Linked DNA regions of Gossypium hirsutum: region 2 is linked to region 1. A link is a contact called in public Hi-C data. All regions are on one chromosome and are shown on one strand. The core of a region is the stretch at or near the end of the contact, and the rest is flanking DNA. Distances in the headings are between cores, read along the strand shown.

Evidence for each region. A called contact is a pair of places that touch in the nucleus more often than the background predicts.
Region 2: a Hi-C map of leaf shows a contact between it and region 1, with 2.3 times the contacts expected there. The contact joins the promoter of LOC107897631 here to the enhancer-like site in region 1. A contact is called at or near these places in 4 of 34 Hi-C or Micro-C datasets (callus, hypocotyl and leaf).

Annotation. Positions count from the first base shown.
Region 1 is chrA10:23,218,742-23,226,200 of Gossypium_hirsutum_v2.1, forward strand. No RefSeq gene overlaps it. Among protein-coding and RNA genes, the nearest start is that of LOC121208914, 19 kb to the left of the region's middle. Within about 2 kb of position 3,125, at least 4 of the 9 cell types and tissues checked have an H3K27ac peak or open chromatin away from gene starts, as enhancers often do. A contact at or near this core is called in leaf, where this site is marked.
Region 2 is chrA10:23,343,016-23,350,474 of Gossypium_hirsutum_v2.1, forward strand. It overlaps LOC107897631 (probable 1-deoxy-D-xylulose-5-phosphate synthase, chloroplastic), which reads right to left and starts at 3,914. Exons shown (of 10, transcript XM_016823145.2): 1 at 3,243-3,914; 2 at 2,847-2,975; 3 at 2,605-2,769; 4 at 2,356-2,506; 5 at 1,834-2,105; 6 at 1,472-1,745; 7 at 1,038-1,345; 8 at 636-917; 9 at 257-541; 10 at 1-184. The coding sequence starts at 3,380. The coding sequence ends at 26.

The sequences.
Region 1 (7,459 bases), core at 1,875-4,374:
ATACTTAAAGCTTCTAGAATATTTAATTTTGTAACTTTTTCAATTTAGTCCCTAAAGTTTAATTAGACATTTTACACATAAAATTTCTTCATGAAATTTTCACACAAGCATGTAATCATATCATAGACCTCATAAAAATCATAAAATAATTATTTATACTTCAGATTCATGGTCTCGAAACCACTGTTCTGACTAGACCCTAATTCGGGATGTTACAAGCCATGTCAGGAAGCTCATAAGAGCCTATATTAGGACGCTCACAAAGAGCTATGTTTGTGTCTGTAGTAAATGCTGGATCACAACCGATCGATTCATGTAACAATACGCTCACAAAAAGCTATGGTAGTGCGCAACACATGCAGAATCACTACCAATCAGGATGCTCACAGGAACTATATAATAGGATGCTCAAGAGGGCTTATAACAGGATTGCTCGTCCGATCTATAATGTCCACAACATATGCAGGACTATCAATACGGGAAAATACTGTATCCATCGCATTTCATTATTCAAACGGGACTTATCAATTATCGAACAATATCGGGTATGTGATTAATTTCATACATTAAAGACTTATGCAATTCACTCAATCACAACATTTGATTCAATCATATTAATATACATAATTAAGTCACACGAACTTACCTCGATACTTGTTTGTATACAGAAATCTACTAATCCGACACTTTTTCTTTTCCTCGATCTAACTTCGTATTTGAGTTTTCCGGATCTATATAAATGAATTTAGCATCAATTTAATCCATTTCATACTCAATTGAATTTAATTCACTTCTTAGGTAAAATTACTATTTTGCCCCTATACTTTTCATAAATGACAATTGTCCCTAAGCTCGGAAAATAAAATTCATGCAATTTAATCCTTATTTCAAGCCTAACCGAATTTTACATGTCTTAATAACAGCCCATCAATTTCAAAAAAATCAAAATTTTTCCATGGGTTTTACAATTTTTCAATTTAGTCCCTAAATCACAATTTCATGAAAATTCACTTTGTAAAAGTTGTTTATTTATCAATAACCTTTCAATTTCTACCATAAATTTCAAATTTTCAACATATTCATCCATGGTAAAATTTCTATACTTTGATATCTTTGCAAATTAATCCCCAAAATAGATAGATTAAGCTACTCCGATCTCGGAAATATAAAAATTACTAAAAACGGGACAAGAATGCTTACCCAATTAAGCCAAGAAAGCTTGCTTGAATGTTTTTCTCTTTCCTAGGGTTTCCATAGAAATTTTGGGGAAGAAGATGATATAATAATATGATATTTCTTTTTAATTTATTTATCATCTTTTAATTATTCTCATTTCCAATTTAGTCCTTATCCTTTTCTAATTTTTCCATGGATGAATCATAAAAAATATCTACTAACTTTTCTTTAATGGTCTAATTACCATATAAGAACCTCTTATTTTGAATTCCATAGCTATTTGATCCTTTTAGCTACTAGAAATCAACTTTTTCATTTTATGCAATTTAGTCCTTTCTCTAATTAAACATGATATCGGTAAAATTTTCATACATCTTTCCTTTCATAATGTAGATCATGCAATGACATTAAAATAAATTTTCTTTTTAACTCGGATTTATGGTCTTAAAACTACTATTCTGATTTCACTGAAAACGGACTGTTACATCATCTATTGGAGGAGCCTCTGCCTTGAGTTAGGAAATTGCTTATGGTGGATCCTAATATGCCCGCATTGAACTAGGGTATCATTTTGTCTCACTTATGTTGTTTTACTTTACCAAAAAACATGTGTTTATATATATTATTAATTAATAAAAATTTTAAATTTATAAATTTATTTAATATAATTGGATAAGCTATAAAAATAATAAATATTCAAACTTTTGTCCTTTGGAATGTTTTATCAACTACCGTTATGATTTCAATCTTTTAATACCATCGTATTACATAAATGAGAAAAAAAGAAAAGTTAAGGGAGGGATAATCGTGTCAGATTAAAGTAGTTTTATATTTATTTATAATTTTTATACTATTAATATTTTTAATAATTTAACCGTTATATTTATTTATATAATTGTATTTACTATGCATGTAAATTTTTAAACCGATTCGATATCTCTATCATATTAATTTAAAATATGTATATATTAATATTTATTGAACGATTGAAAGCTTTTTACATAAACCATATAGTTACAAAAATTAAATGTATGTCAATTTAACATACATGATCTACATGAATAAACCATAAAATGTAACGATTAGATCATAAAATGTTAATTGTAGGGGAGGGATCAACTTACAATGGTATAAAATAAAAGTGGTTTTACACACATTCGAAACTTTTTATATGATTAAAATTTTAGCAATCCAATAGTTAAATTTATTTATGTAATTGTACTTGTCATGCATGTAAATTTTTGAACCGATCCAATATATCTATTATATGATCTAAAATATTGTATATATTAATATTTATTGAACAAATTGAAAGCTTTTTACAAAAACCATAGTTACAAATTTTAAATTTAAATAAAATTTGGCATGCATTATCTATATGAATAAACCATAAAATATAACGGTTGGATAGTTGAATTGTTAATCGTATAAAAAATTATAGAATGGTATAAAATCAATTTAAGTTTACACCAGTGTAAATATATCCTTCCCCTACTTAATATTTTCTAATTTCATATTTATTTTTAAATGAATTTGATAAAAAATACTAATATTAAATAAAAACTAAAATTATAATTATTCTATTAAAAATTGTTTTTATTATCATCCTAAAGTTATAACAATATTGAATATAATTGTCAAGCATTTAAAGCAATAGTACGAGTTCTAATTTATCCTTAGATGGCATGAGTTTAAACTCTCTCATCTCCTCTCCTACTCCTATAATATTATAATGATAAAAAAAATGCTTAGTATCATTTTTAGTCCCTGAACTATAGGAAAATTTTCACTTTAATCTTTTCATTATGTTTTCAGTAATTTTACGCCCTCTACTTTCATTCTGTAACTCAAATTAGTCTTTAGATAGTTTCTATTTTTAAAAAATCCAATCTAGTCATTTGAAGCCAATTAAATCCATACACGTGGACAATTAATCCATTTGCCAGCATGGAATTTTTTTCTTTTTCTTTTTCATAGTAATAAACTATTTCCTTTTTTTTCTCTCTCTCTTCTTCTTCCCTAGAAAAAAAATCAAACATTTCCACCGCCGCTCATCGCCATCGTCATTCCTTCGACCAAGCTCACAGCATCATCTTTCTCCCTTTTCTTTTTTCTTTCTGGGCTTAACTCAAAACCCAAGGAAAAACCTAGCCACCTCACTTTGTTCTAACTCCCATTGCCTTATTCCTACAACAAAGCTCCGATTGAAGGCTACCCTTGGGCTCCCATTTTCTCCCTCCTTTGACTAGTCGGCTTAATTTTCGTAGAAAACTCAAGAAACATGTTGAAGGAGATTCATTTGAGGCCTGAAACTCAAGCCTTCAATCCGTTGTTTTTCGTCGATCCGACACCATTGGTGCTCCGCTCCGAGCACCACCACCACATTCCCTGTCCTCTGCTTTAAGAATCTTGGACCAATCCAAGATGTTGACCAGCAATAAAGTTGGAGCAGTCATTTTTGGGTCTTATGAGCTTCCATCTTTCTTGAAAACTTCTCAAAAATTTGTGTTATTTCCATATTAGTGATGAACAATACATTTCCTGATTCTCAAAATCTTTTCAAATCTGAAACATTTCATGTGGTAAAAGAATTAAAAAATTTTCATAAAAGAAGAAGAAGAAGAAGAAGAAGAAGAAGAAGAAGAAGAAGAAGAAGAAGAAGAAGAAGAAGAAGAAGAAAGAATTTTTTGGTGGAAAAAATAATTTATTATTAAGAACAAGAAAAAAATACATGCTGGTATATTAAAATGAGGTGAATTAATTGTTCACTTGTTAGCTTTTTGCTTTTGATTGGTTTATGAAAGCACAGGGGACAAAGTAGTCGGAAGAAAATAGTAAATGACCAATGTGAGAATTTCCTTTTAATACTGGGGCCAAAATGGAATTAGGCCTATATATACATTAACAATATATTTTCATTCTAGAGTATTTAAACAACTCTAACAACATGACTATCATGACTTAAATCCAGGTTACACCTTAAACTATAAACACTTTAACCATCAAGTCAATACACGAGATTCATTATTATTATTTAATGCTTAATAAGATTTACTTACGCAATAATGAATGTATTTTACCATGATTTTTGGTATATTATGTCTATCTATTAATGATTACTTATATTAATGTAGATTAGACAAATATTGTTGACATTGATAAGGTATTGAAGAGAGATAAAAAAATATTTTAATTGAAGATAAAATATTTTTATGATATTCATATTTAAAATCGATGAATTAAAATTTCATTTTGTTTTCTAAAATGGGATTTTCTCTTTTGATTCATTTTTATATATTTTTTTAAAATATAACTTTAGGTTTAGTGTTTTGGTAAATATAAATCATTTGGGATAAGATATTAGTGAAGTTTTAATTTAATGGTGAGTAAGAGTTTTGAAGTCGATTGAATCTTAGTTCAATTAGTATAAGTATTATTGTTAATATAGGAAGATATAGGATATGATAAGAACCAATAATAAAATTATTTATAAAAAGAAGAGATTGTTAATGTTATTAATTTTTTTTTATTTAATTTAGGTTTCTTTACAATCATGGGTAGAATTATATATAAGGTTGGAAAAAATTGTATAATTCGTAAATTGATCCCGCAAAGATTTGAAAACAATCCACCTACCAAATTTTTTTTAAATGAATTATTTTATAAAATAAATTCTATTATACAAAAATAAATGGATCTCTTTCCATTACTAAAACTAAAAACTCCCTAATCCTTTTACTGTTTTTTTGTACAGTTCTCATTATTCTCTATCTAGAATATTTACTAGATAGGTAATCAATCTTTTATACTTTCAAGTAGTTTTTCTTAGTTTGGTGACAACTCTTTTTTTTTTTCAAACATTGCTGATTAATCTCTAGAAAATTAGGATTGTGATTTTTCTTGCGATAGATTAGGATTTTTTTATGCAAGATTTAGTTTTTTTTATTTATTAAATGAGTTCGAGATATTGATTTTGTATGAGATTCCTAAAATCTTAATTGGGTAATAATTTTTAAATGTTGATTAATACAAATAATTGGAAAAAATTAAGATCAATTGTATTTATAGTCTTGAGTTTCTTTAAATATTTATTAGAAACTTAACATTTTTATTAATAAATAGTTGCTGCTAGTGTGATTATTGTGAAAAATAGAGTATTTTCTAAAAGAAATGGTTTGTTGTAAATGTTTAGAGTATTTTTTTTTGGTTTAAAAGTGAAATAGTGTTGAAAAAAGATGTACTTTTAATTTAGGGTAAATTACACCAACACTCACTCAACTTTGATGCAGCTGATAAAACAATCACTCTGAAGAAGAAGAAGAATAAGAAGAAGAAGAAGAATTACCATTGAAGTTGTGTTAGTAAGTGACACTGATGAATCCACAGCAATGATAGTCACAAAACCGACTCAATGGTGAAAAAGCAACTAGCAACGATGACATTGAAACATGAAGATACATATAAAACAGAGTAAATTAATTAAAGAGATTCAATTCCAAAAGAATTACTGTCTAAAATTTCAAAAAAGAACCAAATGAGATTTTAGTAGTTGAGCCAACAGCCAAAAAGGGAGAGCTTGGTGTGAGGATTTTTATCCAAAAGAGAATGGATTTCTTTAGCAATAGAGGAATCGATCTCGATGCTTGGACCTTTAGTTCGTCCCAAGCGTGACACAAGCCGTAAAGCTTTCAAAACAAAATCCAACACAGCTTTGGCATTATAACTAGCTTTCGAATGACGTCCCTAGCCGCGTTCAAGACGCTGATGATTAAACCACCGCAAGCAGGCACAAAAATGACACATACCCAAACGGAGTCAAGAGGCTCCTCTTGCAACCAGGAAGCACCTCTATAAGGAATCCTGTCCTAGAAAAAGTCGTGAATCTCATGCGTGCCGTTGTTGAACAAAACGATGACTATTCCCGTAAAAAAACACCAACCAAGCAAGCCAAAACGATGACCCCAGGATTGTTGAAATTATCTTTTGAGACGACGATTTGTTCGTTAGCGAAGTTGGGTAGGGCAACACTGATGAAAGAGGAGCGTTGGTTTAGAGTGGGAAATGGGGAAGAAGAGAAATCGTTGTTGTTGAATGGAAAAAAGGGGGATTTTTTTTTTCTTTTCTTTATTCTTCTTCTTTTGCTGCAAGTTAACGGGAATGGTGTAGAGGCCATCGTTTCCATGTGGGATGCTAACATGGCAAGTTAATGGGTCACCTTAGCTTCCTGTTACATTTGTAATGGTCGTAACTGATTTGTCATTTTTCAAAAGTTGAGTGATTGAATTGAAACCAGATCGTGATTGTTTTATTAGTTGCATCAAAGCTGAGTACTATCAGTGTAATTTACCTTTTAAATTATTAGATTTGAAATTTTAAAGATAATATATATATATCTTTGTTTACTAACTACTAAACATGATAACGTAGGATATTTTAAGATAAGAAAACTGTTAATAACTATTTAATGATATGGATCAAGACTATATTTTATATATATAAAAAAAAGGCAAGGATTTGATTTTTTGTAAATAAAATATCTTTGCTTATTAATGACTAAAGTTGATGACATAAGACATATTAAGATGTTGGAAAAATGTTTCGGAGGGGGAATCGAAAGGTTTTAGCTTTTAAGATTCTGAGCATATAAGTTGGAATCTCATTTGCATAAATCATCATTAATTTAATTTGAGTTGATTATTTAAATTTTAATTTTTTTCAGTTAAAATATAAATTTTAATTTTAATAATTAGGTTTGAATTTTTTTAAATAAAATTTTTTTAGTAATGGTTAAACGTAATGAGTAGAATATATTATTAAGATAATAAAAATGTCTATTTATTAAGGTTATATTTTATAAAACAGTGTAATTTTAAATTATTGGATTTGAATTTTTTTACTAAAAAATAGAAAATATCTTTGCTTAATCAACGTGATGATATAGGATATATTAAATTCCAATATAGTTGGTCGCAATTATATATGTATCCTACATTTGGATAATCATTCAAATCAAGTTTAGTGAAAAATAATTGAGGTAATGAGTTTTATTTTATTTATTTAATTTATTTTGAAATTTTTACGAACTTAATTTAATAAAATAAATTTTTTGAGTTAAATTAAAATAATTTAAATAAGTTAAATTAAAATTTTGTTGACAATTTAATTAAATTTTAAAATAGAGCACATAAATTTAAGAATATATATTTTGAAAACTTCTTTCAAAGTAAAATAAGGGAAAATAGCATATATATATATTTTAAAGATTATTTTAAATTTTTTATTT
Region 2 (7,459 bases), core at 2,664-5,163, 130 kb after region 1:
ATTTTGTACAAAGTTGTTGACTTCTTCAGTTTCTTGAGGACATGACCTCAAGAGCCTCTCTTTTTTGTTCAAGCACATTGAACACCGTTGCGGCTATGTGGGATGGCGTAAGACCAGCTTCAGCCAACTGGTCTACGGGTGAGCCATGGTCAATGTATCGATCGGGAAGAACCAATGGCCTCCACTGCAAATGAAAATATTTTAATGCAAAGAAAGAGTTATTAGTATACGGATACATTGTTTCGGATTCGCATACCTTTACTTTGCCATCAAGAAGACCATCAAGTGCTAGGAACTGTGCCACATGAGAACCAAAGCCCCCGATTGATCCTTCTTCGACTGTGATCAGTACTTCGTGTGACTTTGCCAGTTTCCGGATCAAGGCGTGATCCAATGGCTTAGAAAATCGTGCATCTGCTACGGTCAGCCTTAAGCCATGCGATTCCAATAAAGAGGCAGCTGCTAAGCAGCTTTGAACTGCACTTCCATAGCCTAATAGTGCCACTCTTTCCCCTTCAATTAGTACCCTGCCTTTGCCAACCTGTAAGGGATATTATACGAATTCCGAGTTAATTTTCCCTTTAGTCTTTGTTTCTTTACAAAAAGGAATATTTTGAGGCTTTCTTGAAAGTCACCTCCAGTGGAACCCCTTTTTTCCCAGGTGGTAACTGAACTCCGATCCCATTTCCTCTTGGGTAACGGAAACAGCTAGGACGGTCATCTATGGCAGCAGCTGTTGCAACCATATGGAAAAGTTCAGCTTCATCAGAAGGAGCCATTACCACCATGTTGGGGAGGCAAGCCATGAAAGTGACGTCAAAAGCCCCACAATGTGTTGGACCATCTGCACCAACGAGGCCAGCTCTGTCCATTGCAAATCTTACAGGCAGCTTCTGCAGATCAACGTCATGTACGACCTGTTGCAGCAAATCAACACATTAGTAATGATTTTAAAATGCAACATGTTTAACGTACACGGAATAATAATCGATTACAATTCGTAAAAAAGAAAACCCGAGGTAACTTTGGTAGCTTGCCTGGTCATAAGCCCTTTGCATGAATGATGAGTAGATTGCACAAAAAGGTTTCAAGCCTTCACAGGCCAAGCCTGCAGCAAAGGTGACAGCATGTTGTTCAGCTATCCCCACATCGAAACATCTTTGTGGGAACCGGCGGAGGAAGAGGTTTAATCCGGTTCCACCTCCCATTGCAGCATGGATGGCAACAATATTTTTGTCTGCCTCAGCTTCCGCAATCAAAGCCTCAGCAAAATATGTAGTGTAAGACTGGGTAGCAGAATTGCCTTTGAATTGCTTTCCAGTTGCCGGATCGAACTTCACCACTCCTGAGAAAAGAAATCCAGGTACAGTTTATTCTTTTATTCCCTAAACTAAGGTCATATATCTAGGCACCAGTAATTTAAATCATATGAAATGATCTCTCTTCTAAAAGGGCTTATTCTGTATGTTACCGTGATACTTGTCAGCAGCTCTCTCTGCATATGGATAACCTCGGCCTTTCTCAGTGACAACATGGATCAAGACCGGACCCGTTGTTTTAGTAGTCTTAACCTCTTTGAGAATAGAAACTAAATCATCGATGTTGTGGCCATCAACAGGTCCAATATAATATAGTCCAAGTTCTTCGAAAAGTGTAGATCCAGAACCACTGATCATTCCACGAGCATACTCATCAACTTTTGCAGCCAGTTCATGCATAGGCCCACCGATTTGCTTGGTAACTCCCTGCAATCAAACCACATCCAGTCTTAGTAAGTTTTAGTTTCTAGTAAAAATTATATTAGTTTTCTGGGTTCTATTCATTTCTACTTACCTTTGCAACCTCTCTCAGTTCTCTAAGAGGCCTGTTTGATTGCAGCCTGCTGAGAGCACTGCTCAAAGCTCCCACAGGTGGTATAGGTCCGTCGAGATTGGCAGTTGGCAGAGAAACTTGTTTATTGTCATTAAGAATAACAATCATATCAGAATCAAGATATCCGGCATTGTTCATTGCTTCGTAAGCTTGTCCTGCAGTCATAGCACCATCACCTATGACGGCAACAACATGATTCCTTTCACCTTTCAGATCCCTTCCCACAGCCATCCCTGTCCACCCGAAACATCAAGACAGTTAAATCTCTGAAGATCAAGTGAAACTAGGTTTGCATAACGGAATTGAAAATAGTATTTCACCATATCAAAAGCAAAAATTTCATTTAAAAAAACAACAAAATCGCATGTTAGCTAAGAGCAACATCAAAGAACTCGATAACGGTTCGATAAGAGTTATCTGGTTTCAATGTTTTAACCATACATATAATATGCAAAAAAGAATGCAGAAGGACTGGATTAATACCCAAGCCTGCAGAGATTGTGGTTGAACTGTGACCAGTCCCGAAGCAATCGTATTCACTCTCCGACCGTTTCGTGAATCCGGCCAATCCATTAGTTTGCCTCATGGTATGCATCTTATGTCTTCTCCCAGTCAAGATTTTGTGAGGGTAAGACTACAAATCAAATGAAGAATTTTTCCGAAATAAAGATCAATTCACCATCAATCAACATCTTTCTTTTCTCATAAAACCAAGAAAAGCAAGAACCAAACCTGATGACCAACATCCCACAATATCTTGTCTCTAGGGGCATTGAAGACATAATGAAGAGCCACAGTGAGTTCAACCACACCAAGGCTTGAACCCAAGTGACCCCCAGTTTTTGAAACATTGAAAACCACATCAGACCGCAGTTCTTCAGATAGTTGTTTCAGTTCCTGCATGAAAAGTTCCCATATCATAATAATTGATAAAAGGCAAGGGAAAAGAACTTTTTTTTTGGATGTTTTTATACCTTGACAGAGAGATTTTTCATATGAATTGGATAGTTTATAGTGTCCAAGAGAGGCGTTGCTGGTCTTTGGGAGTGATATTCAGCTCCTTCTGATAGTGATGCATAAGCCCCACCTGGCCTTTTCTTGACCTTTACCAAATCAAAACAAAAAACCACCAATTTTTTCAATTTATATTTATTTTAACTGAAATCTAATAAGTAATTGAATTCAAATCAAAAGAAAACCCAAATTTTGGTAAGATATCCATTTCTTATAACTAAACTAAACCCATTAAACAAAACTCAAAAACTTTACTTAAACAAAGTATTATCTAAAACAAGGAACGACTATAAATTCTGATAAAAAAATAAATTAAACCAGTTTTCCTTTTTTTTTTATGGTTATTTCATATGAACCTGATTGAGCTTCTTCAATGGCTGCAAAACCAGATCTGATCCACCAAGAAAATGGGAAGCAAAAGGAGTGGATTTTTGAGGATCTGAAGCTGCACCCCAGTTGATAATGGCAGGAAATGAAGATGCACAAAGGGCCATGACTAAAGACTATACAATCTCCAAAGAGCAATAAAGTACTGCAACTGCTGATTAAGAGCACAAAACCAGAAGAACCCAGAAAAGTTTCCACTATTTGAGTGCAAGAATGAAAGGTTATCCAATCAATGATAGATTTATAGACAATTTGGTTATTGACTATTGCACCGTCATGTCACCCTGCTTTATTGCTTGATGATGGTACTAAGTGGATGATTGTGTCGAAGCCTTCCGTCAAGACTATATTTATATACTCTTATAAAAAAAAAATAAAGGTTTTGTCTATAGAAAATGAACATCCGAACTTAAAAACAAGAGAGAAAAAAAAAAGGGCCTTTTTTTTTCTCTGAAAACCCAAAAATTAATATTATTACATATAAATAAACTGTTTCTTCATTTGTATGTAAGAGGTTTTTATTATTACAGGGGAGGGGGACAGCAAAGAGCAATGTTCTAGGATTGAAGTTGAAGTGGCAGGTCGTTCTCTGATTGGACCACGTCAATGGAAAAATCACAAATGGATAGATTACGGCGTTAGAAGAAGGTACCTTTTTTTTCTTTCCTTTTGTTCCTATTTCTTGAGGGAAGGTTGTTGTCTGTTATCGTTCTCAATCTGATCATTGTGGGCTTACGTTACTTTATGCTGTTGATGTGAAATGGATTATTTAACTTGGGGGTCGGGCTGGTATCGAAGGTCAAGCTAGAAATGTTAATTGGGGGGGTGGGGGGTGTTTGGATATTATATAAAATAAACATGGTTACAGTATACTCGGCTTACCTGAGATGTTTTCATCGTCAAAATATTATGAAATTTGTATTAGATATTTTAATTATTAAGTTTATTTTTACTTAATTAATATTTAGATATTATTTATATTTAAATATTGCAATTATTAAATTTATTCTTATCAAATTAATATTTAGATACTATACTATATTAGTTAGTTAGACTGAACTAAAAATGTTACTAAACATATAAAAATATATATAAATTCTATAAAATAAATCAAATTTAAAAAACTTTAGAAAAATTTAGGGACCAAACACAAATTCATTCTATTTTTAGCCACTAACTATAAGATCAAAATAAAAATTTAAAAAAAAAATCAACGAGGTTTTAAATGAAATTTTACAAAATTCAAGAGGGTCAAAGGTCGTACCAACCCCATCTAAATTCAACCCTGCTCCTATCCATTGCATTACTTTTGTGTGTATTTTCATCCAATACAATTTTAATCACCATTTAAAAATATGACTCCAAACAATTCATAGATGGGTTCTTCACATTTGAATGGTGATGATTAATGTATTGGAAAGCAATGGATGAAAAAGTATTGGTCCAAATCCCAAAGTAACAACCCGATTTTGTGGCCAGTCAGAACAGAGGTTTCGGGACCACGAATTCGACGTAGTAAAACTTGTTTTTATTACATTTTTATGGCCTACAGTTTTATGGAATGATTTCGTGAGAATTTCATTCGAAAATTTTGACGTTGGAGCACTCAATTTAGCAAAAAGGACTAAATTGCAAAGAGTGAAAACTTGAGTTCTATATGCCAAAGGTGTCTAATTTCTATTAAATTTTAAATTGAAGGTTCTTAGATGGTAATTAGACCATTTGTTAAATTAGTGGACAAAAATAGACATGAGGTAAGAGAAATTTTATGTTTTAAAATAATGGCATTTTGGTCATTTGGTAATTAAATGAATAAAAAGCCAAAATTTGTCCATCTTCTCCCTCCCATAGCCGAAAATTAGAAGGGGAGGTCATAGCTAGGGTTTGGCCACTTCCAAGCTCGATTATCAAGAGAAATAAGGTTCAGACCTAGATCGAGGGAAAAACAAAGTGTTTGACGATTAGGTCCCATTTCTACTATTTTTGTACCGAGGTAAGTTTGTATGTAAATAATGCATGATTTTAATTATGTTTTAAATACTTTATTATTGTATGAATTGAGATTGACCCTTGGATGAATTCGACAAAGTTTCGACAAGCGTGAAATCTCGATTGAACCTTAGGAATAGATAGGATATGTAATATCCTGAATTAGGGCTTAATCAGAATAGTGGTTTCGTGACCACAAATCCGAGATAGAAATAATTATTTTACAATGATTTTGATGTTTATGATATGATTGCAGGATTGTGTGAAAATTTCGTGATGAAATTCTATGCCTAAAGTGCTTAAATTGAAAGTAGGGACTAAATCGAATAAGTTGCAAAACTTGCATTCTAGAAGTTTTTAGTATGAAATTGTTTTGGAATATTAATGAGGAGGTCTTAAATAGAAATTTGACCAATTTTAAGTTCATGGACAAAATTAGGACATGGAAGGAATTTTTGGAAAGTTTAGTAGTAAGGGTATTTTGGTCATTTAGTTATTAAAATGAATTAAAAACAAAATTAAAAGCCAATTTTTGTCCATCTTCATTAGGCCGAAATTTCAAGGGTTCTCCATAGCTAGGGTTTGTTTCAAGCTTCCAAGCTCCATAGTAAGTGATTCCAAGCCCCGTTTTTAATGTTCTTTACGTTTTTGGAATCCCGGAAGCTCGATTAAGCTTATGCTAGCAATAATTCAACCTAGGGTTTATATTTGGAAAAATACCCATAGGTGAAATTTGTGTATTTTGATGTTTTATGATAGAATATGGGGTTTTAAATTATGTTAGACAACTTGTGCTACTCAGTTTTTAGTGAAAACGAGTAAAATGGCTTAATCGGCAAAAATACCTAATAGTCACAAGTATATGTTAGAGAAAGAATTTGATGTTGCCATAGAAGGGAAAAGTGATCATCATGTTATAAAACATAAGAATAAGGAATAAAGTTTAATTCCCGAGCCTATGGGCAAAAGTGTAATTATGCAAAAGTTTAGGGGCAAAAGTGTAATTTTTTTAAAGTTCGTATTAAATACTGTTTTGATGAATGTATGTATTAAATAAGATTAATTTGGTATTATAGATCAAGAAAAACGAGATTCAAGTCGTGATCGAGGAAAAGAAAAGATTGTGGACTAAATTGCAAAATCTTTATATTTTGGTACCAAGGTAAGTTCATGTGTAAATAATGTAGCATAAATGTTATTTTTAAGTTATTAATGTTAATTATATGATATGCTGATTTTTAATTGTGAAATATTATGCTTTGTGGTTAATGTTGAGTAATATGCAAATTATGTTTACTACTTGATAAATATGAATTGCTACCGAGTATCGGTTCCGATATTCCATGGAAGACGGCAAATGTGAGATTGAGGGGAAAAGCCCGTTTAAACCTTAGGAATAGATTAGGATACAAGTGACATGTCACTAGGATGGTTGAGCATCCGAACTCGTTGAGTTGAATCCGAGTTCACTTATGGATGCAAATGTCCGAACTCGTTGAGTTGAGTCCGAGTTCGTGAGATGTAACTAGGCATCCGAACTCGTTGAGTTGAGTTCGAGTTCATTTATGGATGCGAACGCCCGAGCTCGTTGAGTTGAGTCCGAGTTCACTTAAGGGCGGGTTACATGATTTCTTGATTACATATGTGGTACTTATGTGCAAATTATCCATGTATCCGAGTTATATTCCGATGTGTTCAACGGGTGAAATTTCTAGTTTAATGGAAGAGCACTTAAGATATAAGTGATGTTTTGGGTAAGTGTTGTGAAATGGACACTTTGGACAGGTATGTTCTTAACCTTCGGGTTGAAAATAGATACAACAACGATAAGTTGGTAAGATGATGAATGATGTTTAAAGATGTGATATATGTTTTGGTGGTACCATGCTAAAGTTGTTTGGTATATTTGTATTGTTATGTTACTGGTTATTTACATATGAACTTACTAAGCATTTATGCTTACTCCTTCCTTTTCATTCACTGTAGTTTTGAACAAGCCGGCTAAGGAATCGGGACAGGTCGAAAGTTTGATCACACTATCCAAAGGACTTTTATCTTGGTAAATGGCTTGTACAACTACTTAAGTATGGCATGTATAGCAATATACCTATTTTGTGTAAATAATTTTATGATATGGCCATGTTTGGTTGAGAAAATGTTTGATATTGATAAGTCATGGTGATGGCTAATTTAGATC